Linked DNA regions of Mus musculus: region 1 is linked to region 2. A link is a contact called in public HiChIP or PLAC-seq data. All regions are on one chromosome and are shown on one strand. Each heading gives the region's core, a stretch centred on a gene start, on an enhancer-like site or on the middle of the called end of the contact. The rest is flanking DNA. Distances are from core to core; before and after follow the strand shown. Region 1 has its middle 29 kb from the start of Bach2. Region 2 overlaps Gm42266 (a long non-coding RNA gene).

Region 1 (6,893 bases), core at 2,529-5,028, 210 kb after region 2:
ATAAAGTATCTGTCTTACATTATAGAAATATTTCTAATTAACTTGGATTTAAAAGGGAAAGCATATGGTGATTCATTTATGCACAGGAATTATTTTCTTGCCTGCCCCACCCCCTTTCATGTACTGAATTACATCCAAAATCCAGAGTTTACCCAGAGTTTGTGACTGAACATTGGGAGGGTGTTTGGCAGTGTTATAAACTTCCTGGCAGCAGATGTCCTCAGTTCTGGGCTTATCCAATCCCAGTATGTCTCCATCTAGAGGGACCGGTTACCTCCTTGCTTAGTTTACTCTTGCATTTCCTTTAGGCTCCCTTCCTGATTAGGGAAGGACAGAGATTAGCAAGAAATCCTTATTCATTGTAGTTGCTATAGCATTTGCCACACAGGAGGAAGACACCGTCTTTGAGGAGCCATGATGCATTTAGTTGCAGACACAAGACATCTAATGAATTTGGTTTTGAGTGGCCATCAGAGCCAAGGATGCAGTGGTTGAGGTCCTGAGGAGCAAATCTGCTGTGTGTGCAGTACAGAGAGGGCTGCATGGTTTCCTAGGACGGGCAGAACTGTCCTCCTGCGGGAAATGCAGCCCGACCTCTGTGGAAGGCTGCTGGGCAGAGTGGGAAGGGTATCAGGTGGAGTGCATAGTGGAGGTTTGTGAGCGCACGGTTGTTAGCTCTGTAAAGCGATTGTGGTGGCTCAGTGGTTGTGTCCCTGAGCGACTGATAAGGGGAAGCAGAGACATACCACCAGCCCGAATCCGTGATATGATATAAGCAAGGGTGGCACGAAAGAGAAATGGTGGCTGTGCGGGTTGAGCTGGAGATGGTCGTTGGGCATGTGTTCCTGGGGGTGATCTGTGGCAATGTGGCGAAAACAGAACGTGAAGGTTGCTGGCTTTAAGACACAGAAGAACCAGAGAGAGAGAAGTTAGGAAGACCTCGAAGGGCACCCCAATGGGTACTTGAGGAAAGGGGCAAGTATGGCTGATATGTAAGCACACGTAATCTAATACTTCTGTCAGATTGGAAAACTCTGTTCAGGGGCCCTGGACAAGTCTATAGCATGCTGCCTTAGATGGGGAAATGGATGAAAAGTGGGTCCAGCTGATGTACATAACACCACACATACCATTCTCTTGCTGGCCGTACGAAGCAAGGCTACCCAGAAGAGAAGCATGGTTCTTTTCGTTGACTAGGTAGTATGTCTGAGACTTAGGTAATTTCTCTTATCATCCGCATCTTCTGTGCATTCATTCTTTCTGCTGCCGGATTCCCACTGCTGGGTGTCTCCCTTTACTTCGCATTAGCTAGTGCCGTCATCCAAACAAAACAAGCCTGGATGTGGTTGTGCACAGCATGGGCAAGGGCAGTGTCCTCTTAGCATGACCGCATTGGCGGGAGGGAGGAAGCTGTCTTTCCATGCTGGGTGGAGAGCGATCACTTTGCTTGGCCGGCATAGCAGTGATGAGATTGGGGTTTTTAGTTACGTGCCGAAGCAGCTGGCTCTTGTGCGTGTGCCCTTGACATTCCCATTGACCTCTTCCTGGAAGTCCCTTGTCTCTGCAGAGGAGCCAGTGCCACAAATGCTGTTTTCCAGTCACACTGGATATGACTGGAAACTTTATAAACTTTAGTTTACCTTTCAGAATGGCCATAAATTTGAAAGGTAGGCTCATATGTAAGAAAAAAAGAACTAAATTCCCCATAAAAAATGGGGCAGGTTTAAAGCCACATTCCGTTCTCCAGGAGCTCACGGGCCAATGCAGAAGTAATTGCTGAGACTCAGGCAGGCCTAGAGGTACAGGCAGAAGAACTCCTCCTGTACCTGTGGACCGTGGCTAAAAGGGGCGTGTCTGGGAAGGAGGAGAGGCCAGTGAAATGCCTGGTCAGTGTCCCCTGGGATGGCCTCTCAATCCACTCTACTGGCAGTCATGATCAACTGGAGAAAGTTCTTGCACTAGTGAGATGCGCAGGGACTAGCAGTTTCTGACCGGGAAGCACACTCGCTGTGTTTAATAAAAATCTTAGTTTCCGAGGCCTTTGGACTCCTTCCTGGAGAGGATGCTGCGTAGTGGGAGCTGTTGAAGCCCAGAACCTCCACAGTACAGCCAGCAGCTGAGCCTTGCCAAGGGCCCGGTTAGGCCAAAGTTGCCATCCCCCTGCCCCTTTCTTTTACTCTAATTATCTTCAGTAGCTTGAGTTGGTTAAATCACACCACATTCTTTCTGATTTTATTTTTACTGTAAATTATTTCGGAGCAAGCAAAGCCCGTCTCCCCAGACTCCCTGAAGCCATTGCCAGGAGTGGATTGCTGTTTCTGAAAGGAAGAGGGAAGTGTATTGTGTGGGGAGGGGTGGGGTGGGGGCTGTTGTGGTGGCCCTGTGTCTGCTGAGGTTTAACATCGAGCCCTATCCCTCTTTCCCACCTGCTGCCTGAGGCTTGCCCAGGGGAGAAGAGCTGTTGAAGGGAAAATGGCTTCCCTGACCTCCGAAGGAGGCTGAGGTGAACAAACTTTAGTCTTTTCCACCTCAGAAGTGAGGGCCACATCCTTCTGATGCCCGAAGCCACAAACCCCAGAGCCAGAAGCAGCCACTTACAGGATGGTATTTGCAAATCAGACATGGTTCCTGCTCTCTATTTGGAGCAATTTGGGTGGGTCTGGGCTGGAAAAGAGGGAAAGTGTGTTGCTTTTTTTAATCCAACAACTTATAACTGTGTCAACACATAAGACGGTCTGTCAAAGCTTTCCTCTGGTGTTGCTGCTGTGAATTAATTTTGAGAGTCACTTGTGAGCAGTAAACACTTTTGCAGCATGAACAACTCTGTACAGTAGGAGTTGTCAACAGCTTGCTGTCCCCCACCCCCACCCCCGTGAGGGGGGAGTGAGGCAGAGCAGCGGGCGCATACACACACACACACACACACACACACACACACACACACACACAGGAAGCTGGCTGAAATACAAGGAACAGAAAGTCACCGCCACTCCTGTTGCTTATCTTTCGGCGGTTTCCTTTCTTCTATTGACCACAAGAAATGGGAGGATTTGGAATGTGTGCAGCTGAGTCGGCCTGTGCCTCTGGGCATTTGGACACTTCTTGCTGTTTGAGAATTGGCTCTAGAACTTGTGGGCCACCTTGAGGTGTTTTTTTTTTTTTTGTCCCTAATTGATTAGAGAGCCACCACATGGAGCAAGATACAAAGACACATACTGTGTCCAATACTGATTTGAAAGAGAGCCTATGGGTTTTTTACATTTTGTGGCAGTAGCCTTGCGTATTCTGCTGAGCTTCATCCACACAGTTAAAACAGTCTCTCTCTTGACTTAACACCTGATGGAGCTCTGTGTGTACCTATAGGTAGCTCTGTGTTTCTGTTTGTTTAGGGATCTCCATTTTCTCTCTACTCTGTCTGCCATCTAGATATTGGGGTGACTAGCCAAACCAGACCAGCACTTTCTCTCCAGCATGCTCTGTGACACATAGCAGCTCCCAAAGCATTCTACGACACGCCAGTGATGAGCATCCGTGACTCTGACCCTCATTTTGAGATCTGTACAGAGCTGTCCGTTCCTTTCACATCTACAAAAAAGAAAAACAAAAAACTTAAATATACCATCCTCCGTCTAGAAGCTACGGTAGGTGTGTTAGCCGGCCCAGCTGCAGAGGCGTGGGTTTCCTGTGTTTATGTTAAACCTGCTGGATACAGTCACCCTCCTGTTTTGTTCCTAAAGTCCCTTTCTTCATGCTTTACATTTCCTCAGTTGCCTGACGTGCATTATAGACATGTTAAACCTGTTTGTAGCTCACAGACCACACAGCAGAGGCTAGAGACTGCCTCCTCACCTGGTACAGTGCTTTCACTGGGCACACATCATACTCCAGAAACAGGGGAGACCTATAGGTCCCGAGGGGACACAGGGGGTAAATGGATTGGGTCTTCTTCAGCATCATTTATTTCCAGGAGCCCTCAGGGAAGACCCCAAACACTCACTGGTGACATGGGTCATATGTGCCAGATATGATCTTGTGACTCTGGGACATGACAGGATTGGGCTCTCTGAGGGCAGTAAGGACTGAGTGCATCCCGAGGCAGGGGCAGGGACTGGCTGCACAGGCTCCTGCTCTCAAGCCAGCACACGACATCTTGCTCTTACTTTGTCAAACGATGTTGGCAGGGATCCAGTTTGCTACGCAGTGGAAGAGTAGACCTTTCCTCTTTCCTAAGAGATGGGCATGTGGAGAGGAGTGGTCTTCTGAGGCAAACGTCCCATCCTCCTCTCAGTCTGGGCTGTGCTCGGTTCACTCCATTCCTGACTGTAGAAGAGAGAAAGAGGTGGAAACGTGTTAGAGCCCTCAACGAGTTAACTGAGAGTGTTTTCAAGTAAGAATCATCATGAAATGTATGGAACATAAAAGGCAAATGCAAAATACTTAAATGACAGGTGGCATCATCTGAAAAGGACGTGGGGGCTGATCCCAGCGCCGCGATCCCACACAGCTGCATTAATTTGCCTAATCACTGGATTGCTGTACCCAGTGTCTATAAATAAACACACAAACTAATCTTTTGATTATCCTCCTTTTTTGGGGGGAACATTTAATTTTCCTTGCTTCCCCTCCCCCACCCCATCTTCGTGTCTTTTCATTGTGATTAAACTGAATTTCTAAATCTCGAGTTAATACAGCTTCTCCTATAGCTATTAACATTAGACAGGCGACAAGCAAAAAGAACAAAAAAAAAATCAGTTCACAGAGAAACACAGGTGGCCACTAGCTGTATAAAGGGGGTATTCAGCTCTGTGATCATTGATAGGGAATTTGAGGTGGAAAAAAATCAATTAGTTGTTATTTTCAAGTATCACATAATCACACAGATTAAAATTATTGGGAAAGCTTTAGCAACTGCAAAAGTGTGAGAAACCCCATGCAAAATGAGATGCGTGTGCATGGCCTGGCTTCTCAAACCCCCAAATGCTGGTGGTCTGTACTCACCACCAAGGACAGATGCTTAAAGGCAGGCTACGAAGTGCTTGCGTCTTTAGAGACAGCGTCTCCTCAAGTGCTCAGGCATAGTGCAGGGCAGGAAGGAGGACCTGAGTCCAGTTTGTTGTTGCCAGGCTCCCTGGTGTTCTTACTGCTGGTCCCCAAATCACATTGACCCCTGGGATTAAACTGTGGTCCTGTGTGTAGACAGATGCTTAGGAATCTTGCTCCCCCAAGACTGTCAGTCTTGGTAATTTTTCATCTTTTCCTTCTACAGTATTTAATATTGTTGACGTTCTTTGCGGGGAGGGTCGGGTCAGGCAGCGAGGCTCTCCGTCTCTCTCCTCCTTGCTCTGTCTCCCTGCTCCCCCTACTCCAAACCCATGGAGCCCAACCTGTGTTGACTATACATTCAGCAATCATTTCTGTGGTTCGTTTCCAGGTCTACTTGAACACTCATGGAGGGCAGAGCACCTAGACCTGTCATTTTTAAGGATGGCAGATCATCAGAATTACACAGGTTCTATAGGCTAGCCTCAAACATTCTGATTGGACCATCCTTACATGAAGACGTGAGCTTTTCCAAAAGTCCCCTTGGGTGATTCTAACACACACTGACCCAGTCCTCAGATTCCTCGCCCGGCAGCTTTGAGACAGGCATGACATTAGAGGCTCCCATCATTGGCCTTGCTCACTCTCCTTTCACCGTTCTCTGGAGGAAGAGGTGGGTGCTGGATTTCTGACCTATCTCCAGATAATCTGTCCAGTTATCCTGCAGCCATTTCCTGGAGCTGTTGGAACAAATCATGAACTTGGTGCCTTGAAACAGAAGAACTATGTCCACTTGGTTCTGAAGGCCAGAAGTCTCAAAGTAAGAAGTCAGCAGGATGCGTTCTCCCGAGACCCCGAGAGGCCCATTCCTTGTCTCTTGCAGCTTTTGCTACAAGCGTTTATTGGGTATTTATATGAGTGTTTATTGGCCATGGCCGCCTGCTTCGCATAGCTGACTCCATCTTCTCAGGACCTTGGCATCTAAGGACATTTGTAATTGGATTTAGGCCACACAGATGAAACAGGACAACTTACTCTTGAGACCAACAATTACATCTTCAGCCACCCCTGTTTCCAGATAAGGTCATAATTACATGTTCCGGAAGTTAAGACACTGACACGTATTCTTGGGGTAGAGAGGTCATAGCACAGTTCAGCTCCCTTCGTCTTCTTTGCATCATCCATGTGCAGTACACGCTATGATTTGTTTCTCACACTTGGTCTTTACAGTTGAGGATGAGGTTTCTCAAAAATGCTTTGCCAGTGTCTGGTCATGCACAACCTTGGACATCCCCAGGGAAGTGTTGTGAGTCACAGCCCCACAAAAATAATGCAGGGGCCGTGGTATGCGTGGCCAAGACGTGAGTCATTTACCAAAATAGACAAGAGGAGAACTAGATTAGTAAAAGGGAACCCTGCTCGTACATGACAGGTGTCTGCCATCGACCCATAATCAGCCTTTCAATGGGCAGGTCTAGCCTTTGCTACCTGGAAAGTCTAAACTAAACTCCAGCCAAACTGATCTTACTAATATGCAGGTAGCCTCATGCCAGAAATCCAAACAGCCAACTATTAGGACATATGTGAATGGAAATATTTGACCTCTTCTCTCCTTAAGATACATAAACCCTACTTAATTCAGGATATGTGAAACTTGTGTGTATATGTGTGTGTGTGTGTGTGTGTGTGTGTGTGTAGTGTGTGTATACTTTTAATTAAAAATATTTAATGAAATAAATTAATGACCATGGAGAATAATTTTTTAAATTTAAAAATCAGAAACAACAAGGAGAAGAATTTCCAGTTTGCTTATATTTCCAGTGTTCATGGTTGACTTTGAAGATAGAACCTTT
Region 2 (6,674 bases), core at 1,637-4,136:
AATGTTTGGCTGTAGGTCTCTGCATCCATCTGCGCCCACTGTTTCCGTCAGTTGCTGGATGAAGCCTCTCTTATAACAATTGGAATCTCCTTTTATTATTATTATTTTTTTATTTTTTGGGATCTCCTTTTAAATGCATTTCTTTCCATAGTTCTTTTGAAAATTCCTCATTGTGGTTCAAAACCACAATGCACACGGATATAAGGAAGACTGGGTCTTTTGAGGGTGTGGACTGTTCATAAACTAATAGGAATGGTAGTTGGAAAGTGCTGTGGTGTACCTCTGATACAGTGAGAGGAACCTGACTGTAGCTTCAAGTTCATCTAACCACACAGGAATGCTCTGGTCCACTCCCGTTGATGCATCTACAGCACAATTCCCACACATAAGAGAGCATTGTGGGAGATGGGATGAAAAGATCGTAAGGAACTTTGGACTGTAAGGATGAAAGACAGAGAACCAGGATATGATGGCTGCAGAAAAGCAGCCAGGAAATCCTAACAATATGGCTGCCTACCCTAAACAATGGCAATACTTTTGACATTCCAATGTGGATGGGGGGATCTCACGGCTAGGTGAAGAGCTGCAGGAAATTAACAGATGAGAAAGAGATAATCTTCCCCGGGGATTAGCTCACAACTGGTTATCCGATGCCAAGTGGTCTATCCTAAAAACATGTATGCAAAGAAAATGAAATGAACTCAGCATGCTTTATTATGTATTTATTTGTGTGTGTGTGTTGGATAGTTTTATGTCAACTTGACACAAACTAAAGTCACCTGAGAGGAAGGAACCTCAATTAAGGAAATGTCTCCAAAGATTTGGCTGTAGGCAAACCTGTAAGGCATTTCTTTTAAACCAGCGATTTGATGGGGCAGGGCACAGGCCATTGTGCTTGGTGCCACCCAGGGACTGATGATCCTGGGTTCTATAAGAAAGTAGGTTGAGCGAGCCAAAGTGATCGAGCCAGTAAGCAGCACCATCCATGGCCTCTGCATCAACTCCTGCCTCCAGGTTCCTTCCCTGACTTCCTCTAATGACAGATTATGTCAGTGTAAGTCAAATGAACCCTTTCTTCCCCAACTTACCCTCCCTCGCTCACGATATCATCATAGCAATAGCAACCCCAATTAAGACACTCTCTGTGTGTAACCGATAAAGAAAAAGAGCCCATGAACTGGAGAGGGAGTTGGGGAGGGGCATGGAAAAGGTTGGAGAAGGAAGTGGGGAGTTAATATGCAAATCCAGAGCACACATATGAAGTTAAAAAGATAAGCTTAACATTTTGAAGTTATAAAGATAAGCCTAACATTTTGAAGGAAGGACATATCCATAACCAAGGCTTTGCTGCTTAGGTGAACCCTAAACAAATATGGTCCTTATTTACATCCATCAGCAATTGCTGAGGGGAAAATGACAATGGGGTCATCTTTTTTAAAGAAAGTAAGCATTTGGTTCTCATCTCTGTGGTGAAACACCTGACATAAACAACTTAGGGGAAGGAAGGTTTATTAAGTCACAATTTCAAAACATGACCCCTGAACCCACTGCCTGGGCCCTAAAGTGAAGCTGGACATAATGGTGGAAATGGTATGGTGGGACACACCAGAGGCTGCCCACCTCTTGCTGGCTCGGAGTAAAAGAAGAGCAACAAGAGGCCAGAGCCCAGACATTCTCTCAGAGGCACCGTGACCTCTTTCCCTAACCAGGTCCACCTTCCAAGGCTGTACCACCTCCCAATGGTCAATTCAGATTTTGATCCCATAAGTGCAATAAGCCATTGATTAGACCTAAGTCCTCATGATCCAGTTGTCTCTGGAAATCCCTTTATAGATGCATGCAGAGGCGTGCCACATCCATCTAGACCCCTTTCCTTTTTCGCGTTCTCTCCTACGTTTATGTTTATTATTCTTATTTTATGTATATGAGTGTTTTGCTTGTGTGTCTGTCTGTGCACCAAGCACGTGGAGTGCTCTCAGATACTAGAAGAGGATGCTGGATCTTCTAGAGCTGAGTGGCAACAGACAGTTGTTACGTGCATCTGGGCCTCTTTCAATTCAACCAAGCACAGTCAAGATTAGCCATCATGCTCAAAGGTCAGGATGTTTGTTCCCATGGCTATGTAGCGACACTGCAGCATTTCATCCACGCCGATTCTGGAGAAAGATATGCATTATAGAAAGGCCTTCTTGTCCCACGCAAACTGGGTGAACATCCCAAATAAGGAATCTCTCTTACATTTACCTTAGGACACGGGACTCCCGTAGACAGAGATTTATTTGAAAACTGTACACAGAGAATCACTAAGTTCTGGGACTTGTCGATTCCTTAGATTGCCACCACAGACACCAAATCCCCTTTCCACTGTGCAAGCGTCCCCACAACCCTTGTCATACTTGGACCACGATGGAAAGCAGACCAAGGTCTGAAGAGGGTGGATTTAGGCACAAGGGAGCTTTTGAAAGCTTGCTTTGATGTCTCTGGTTTAAATTTACAGCCCCGTCCACTCAGACGAAGAGGGGGCCACCGTGATGCACCGACGAAGGCGGAGAAAGCATTCTCAGTTGTGTTTCTAGCCTCGAGATGCTCTCCACACCTAAGAGTGGTACTCCGAGATGGAAGACCGCTACTCCTCAGATCTATTCTCTTCCAGTCTCAGTGGCAGCTCCATGCTCTCTGCTTTAAGATAATTTCTAGCTCGCCCCGTCCAAACTACAGCACCAAAGCCCAGCATGATACAGAAGTCCTGGTCTTTGATAATGAAATGCTTTCCCCTTCAGGACCTTGCCTACCTCGATTCTTCCTCTAAGCATATGCTCTGATTAAAAAGGACACAATTAGAGTCTTCTCCCCCTTCTCATCAGGGTATTAGTCTTTGCTGACCCAACGCTGACTCATTCCGTGATTCATCTCCCCAGTGCTCTCGGAGGGCAAATAGGTGTCAAGTCTGGGGGGACGAGCTTCTGTGAACGCGCTTTTTACTGGAACCTATCCTACCTCAAAGCTCTTCTGCCAGATTCCATTAGGAAATTGCAAGCAGATGCATAGATCCAAGTGCCCTCTTCACTCCTCCTCATAATATATACACATCAGATTTCAGGGAGGGGCTGAGCTGACTGCCTCTCATGATTTCTGGGCACAACAGACATGCAGGCCAATGTGAATCCCAAGCATGCAGCTCCTGTGTGCATGAATACATATCACATATCCCCTCTCATCAGTGAGAAACTACGGAGCTACCAGACAGGGGGAGAGCAAAGTGACAATCGATATGTTGTACTTCAGAATGTCAAGTGAAGGCCATAACAAGATGGGCAGCCTGCCCCAGGAATTTGAAAAGAACAGAAATACCTAAGGATTGATTAGGGGCCGGGCCAAATTCCAGGCTTGAACTCAATCACAAATTATGCTAAAAGCTCCCAAGGGATGGCTCCAATTGGCGATTTTTTTTTGAGCATGCATTCCGTTCTTCTGATACAGACATCATTCCTGCCTGGGAGATGACTGGAGAATTAAAAGCTGGAGCAAAAAATGAGTTCAGGAAGGGCTGTTTTCTCATCCGAATGCCCTCGATCTCCCTGAGACATCTCCCACAGTCTTTAAAAATGAGTGGATTTTATTATTCCGCTTTGCCATTCTGGCCCATCATGAAGGCCAAAGCCAGCATTCAGAACAATAAGAATTATCTCAGATGACAATGGCCAGGTCAGAAGACTGCACTGTGGCAGACAGACTTCCAAGCAGAACTGTACGAGGCAAGTCGAAAGGCAGGTGTGGTCAACCTTTAAGGAAATGTCCTTAAAGGGGTTTTCCTATTCTTTCAGGAACATTTAGGTCTTGTCTTTTTCCTGTGGACAGAGACATATACTTAATCACTAGCATATTGTATAAGAGAAAAATATATAGACCTTCAAGACCTTCAAAATATATAGCCACAGTTCCAACCTTCATTACCAGAAATAACTAGAGGAAATGAGAAGCAGGTGGGGGAAGGCTTTCCTGAGCGATGCCAGGACTCCGCTTTAATTCAGCTTGTGGATGGCCTGTTCCCACCTCCCCGTCTGGCTGACCATATATTCAGAGGTCAAACTACTAAAATCGAGCAAACACACTCAATTTCCTTTAGACTTAACCTCTGCAGTAAGAAGAAGCACATTTCTCTTGAGACGACGTGAACTTCAAGGGGTCTGAATTAATCAAAGACAATGCTAAGACCATGTGGTGTGGTGGTGGTGGTGGTGGTGGTGGTGGTGGTGGTGGTGGTGTGTGTGTGTGTGTGTGTGTGTGTGTGTTTGTGTATGTGTGAAATGGGCACTGGAAATCTAAAAGGAGTTCTTTATTTCTCCAATGGATAAATTATATCTTCCAGAGAATAGTGTACAAGGTCTGTTGGCATTGGCAACCATTCCCTTGGCGTTAGTATCTGACAATATCTTTTGTTAATGGCTGGTAAGTGGACAAAGCGAACACAGGGTAGACCTAAGGACACACCTCTTCTCCCTTCCACAAAGAACCCACATTACTCCCTTTATGTTCTTTAGGCAGCTGTTTTAGTCCTTTGAAATTTAAGAACTGCCCAAGAATTTAAAAGTGGTCATTAGCATATGCTTTGAATATATACCAGAGACTACTGTCCTGCACAAAGGGAGAGTAAGGCCATTCACAATTCAGCATTCTACTTGAAGCAAGATCCTTCTTTGTTAGTTTACAGCCTAGCTCTGGGAGCATCTCACATAATTTTGGTAGACAAAGGGGGGGGGGAGGGCAGGAAATGAGTTTAAGCCCTGCTTCTACCTCTTCCTGAATACTAACCTTTGACAAGTCGTTTAACCCCTGGATAACTCAATTTCCCTATCTGTGAAATGAAGCATTGAAATAGATCATTTCCAAGGTCACTTTCTGCTATAAAATTTTATGATGCCTGAGGCTCTGGATATATTGGAAAAAGCTGTGTGTGTATGGATTTGTTGCACTTAAAACCCCAGGGAGCTAGAAAGACTTTAAAGTGATACAGGAGTATAACAGAAAGTTAAGAGGATGCCCGTGTTCCTAATGAATGAACTTGCTCAAAATCCATCTCTGTGCAAGGAAACCTTTGGTTGTGGTGGACTTCCACAAAAGCTGCTCCCACAGAGAAAAGTCAGAGCTGCCACTTGAGAGCTTCAACTGGCTTCCTCCCTCTCACTTCACCCTGTGGATGCTCCAGGAACACCGCCTTTCTCTTAGTGAGCCTCTAATCTAATCAGGGGACAGGAACTAGTGCCTCTGGCAATTTGTGTAAGTTTGGTTGTGGGCCCATTAACCACACACACACACACACACACATGCACTACAACACACACTCAGACACAGACAGCACATCATATACACCACACATGCACATACATATGCACCACACATACACACACATATACACTATACCACACATACATACACACACAGCCACAGACTCATACATACACACATACAAACCTACACTCACACACACACACACACACACATCCATACAATCGCATATGCTCACAGACATACACACAGCATACCATATACATATACACCACACTATACATACACACGCATATATATATACCACACATACACATACATCATACCACACACACATACACACATACACAACTACCACCCCCCCACAGACTCAGCACACACTCATACAAACCCACACACACTCACACAAACACTCACACAATTTTTTATACAAACACATACAAACTCACACACACACACATACACACACACATACACACACAGCATACTACACACAGATACACACCACACTATACATACGCACACATATATCACACACACACTATGCCGCACATACCTACACACACACAAAACTATCACACACACATACAAACACACACACATTTTCACACACACTAACACACATTCAAACTCACACACACACACACACACACACACACACACCAATTGGCAGTGTTCCCCCCAGAAATGCTTCACAGACAGACAGACAGACATGGGTCCCTACTGAAGAGGTGAGTTAATATTCTTCCTGGTCATGTATCTTCAATGCCAGATGTTTTTTTGTGTCTGGAGTCAGGGATAAAGAACTTCAACTGTAGGGCTGGCACCTTCCTGGGGCCCAGAACTCCACCCGTTGCTGCCTGCTTTCTGCCACTCCTTCTCTTTGACTATGCCAACATGAGCATCTCTTTGCTGAGCATGCTTACCCTGGTTTATATAATCCACTCTACTTGCAGTAGCATTACTGGGCACCCACATCAATTCACTCTGCTGCCCCAGGAGTGTGGGGTATGCAGCTGTGCTCAGCCTTTCTCAAAACATCAGATCCATAAGCAAATTCTTTTCTCAGAGTTTTGCCAATTGTGCCCCACCTCTCTCGCATTGCTAATCTTCCTGTGCCCCGTCTTAACCACTGACTTGGTGTGTGGCATTTTCTTTCTTCTGTGCTATGGTGTGGACGTGACACTACTCAGGCGATGAGAAAATACATTTGCTGGGCTAAATTCTCCGTTTGAGGTGACTGAATCTCTCTAAATGGTAATTCCTTATAATGCAAAATGGATTCAAGCTTTTTGAAAACTCTGAACGTTTTTATGGACTGAGTCACAAGACATACTTTCCATCGGCTCGTTCATCTCTCTTCCTTATCTCTAGCTGATAGGTACTGT

The links. HiChIP or PLAC-seq counts read pairs in DNA pulled down with a chosen protein or histone mark.
Region 1: a contact with region 2 is called in an HNF4G HiChIP or PLAC-seq map of pancreatic cancer cells. The contact joins two enhancer-like sites. A contact is called at or near these places in 3 of 484 Hi-C or Micro-C datasets (Sertoli cells, embryonic fibroblasts and muscle stem cells) and 2 of 115 datasets of contacts at active chromatin or transcription factors (Th17 cells and pancreatic cancer cells).

What each region holds. Positions count from the first base shown.
Region 1 is chr4:32,385,108-32,392,000 of GRCm38.p6, forward strand. It overlaps a transcript of Bach2 not described here. Among named protein-coding and RNA genes, the nearest start is that of Bach2, 29 kb to the right of the region's middle. Within about 2 kb of position 3,779, at least 94 of the 459 cell types and tissues checked have an H3K27ac peak or open chromatin away from gene starts, as enhancers often do. A contact at or near this core is called in pancreatic cancer cells, where this site is marked.
Region 2 is chr4:32,172,040-32,178,713 of GRCm38.p6, forward strand. The region is part of intron 1 of Gm42266 (a long non-coding RNA gene); the gene reads right to left. Among named protein-coding and RNA genes, the nearest start is that of Gm42266, 11 kb to the right of the region's middle. Within about 2 kb of position 2,887, at least 22 of the 459 cell types and tissues checked have an H3K27ac peak or open chromatin away from gene starts, as enhancers often do. A contact at or near this core is called in pancreatic cancer cells, where this site is marked.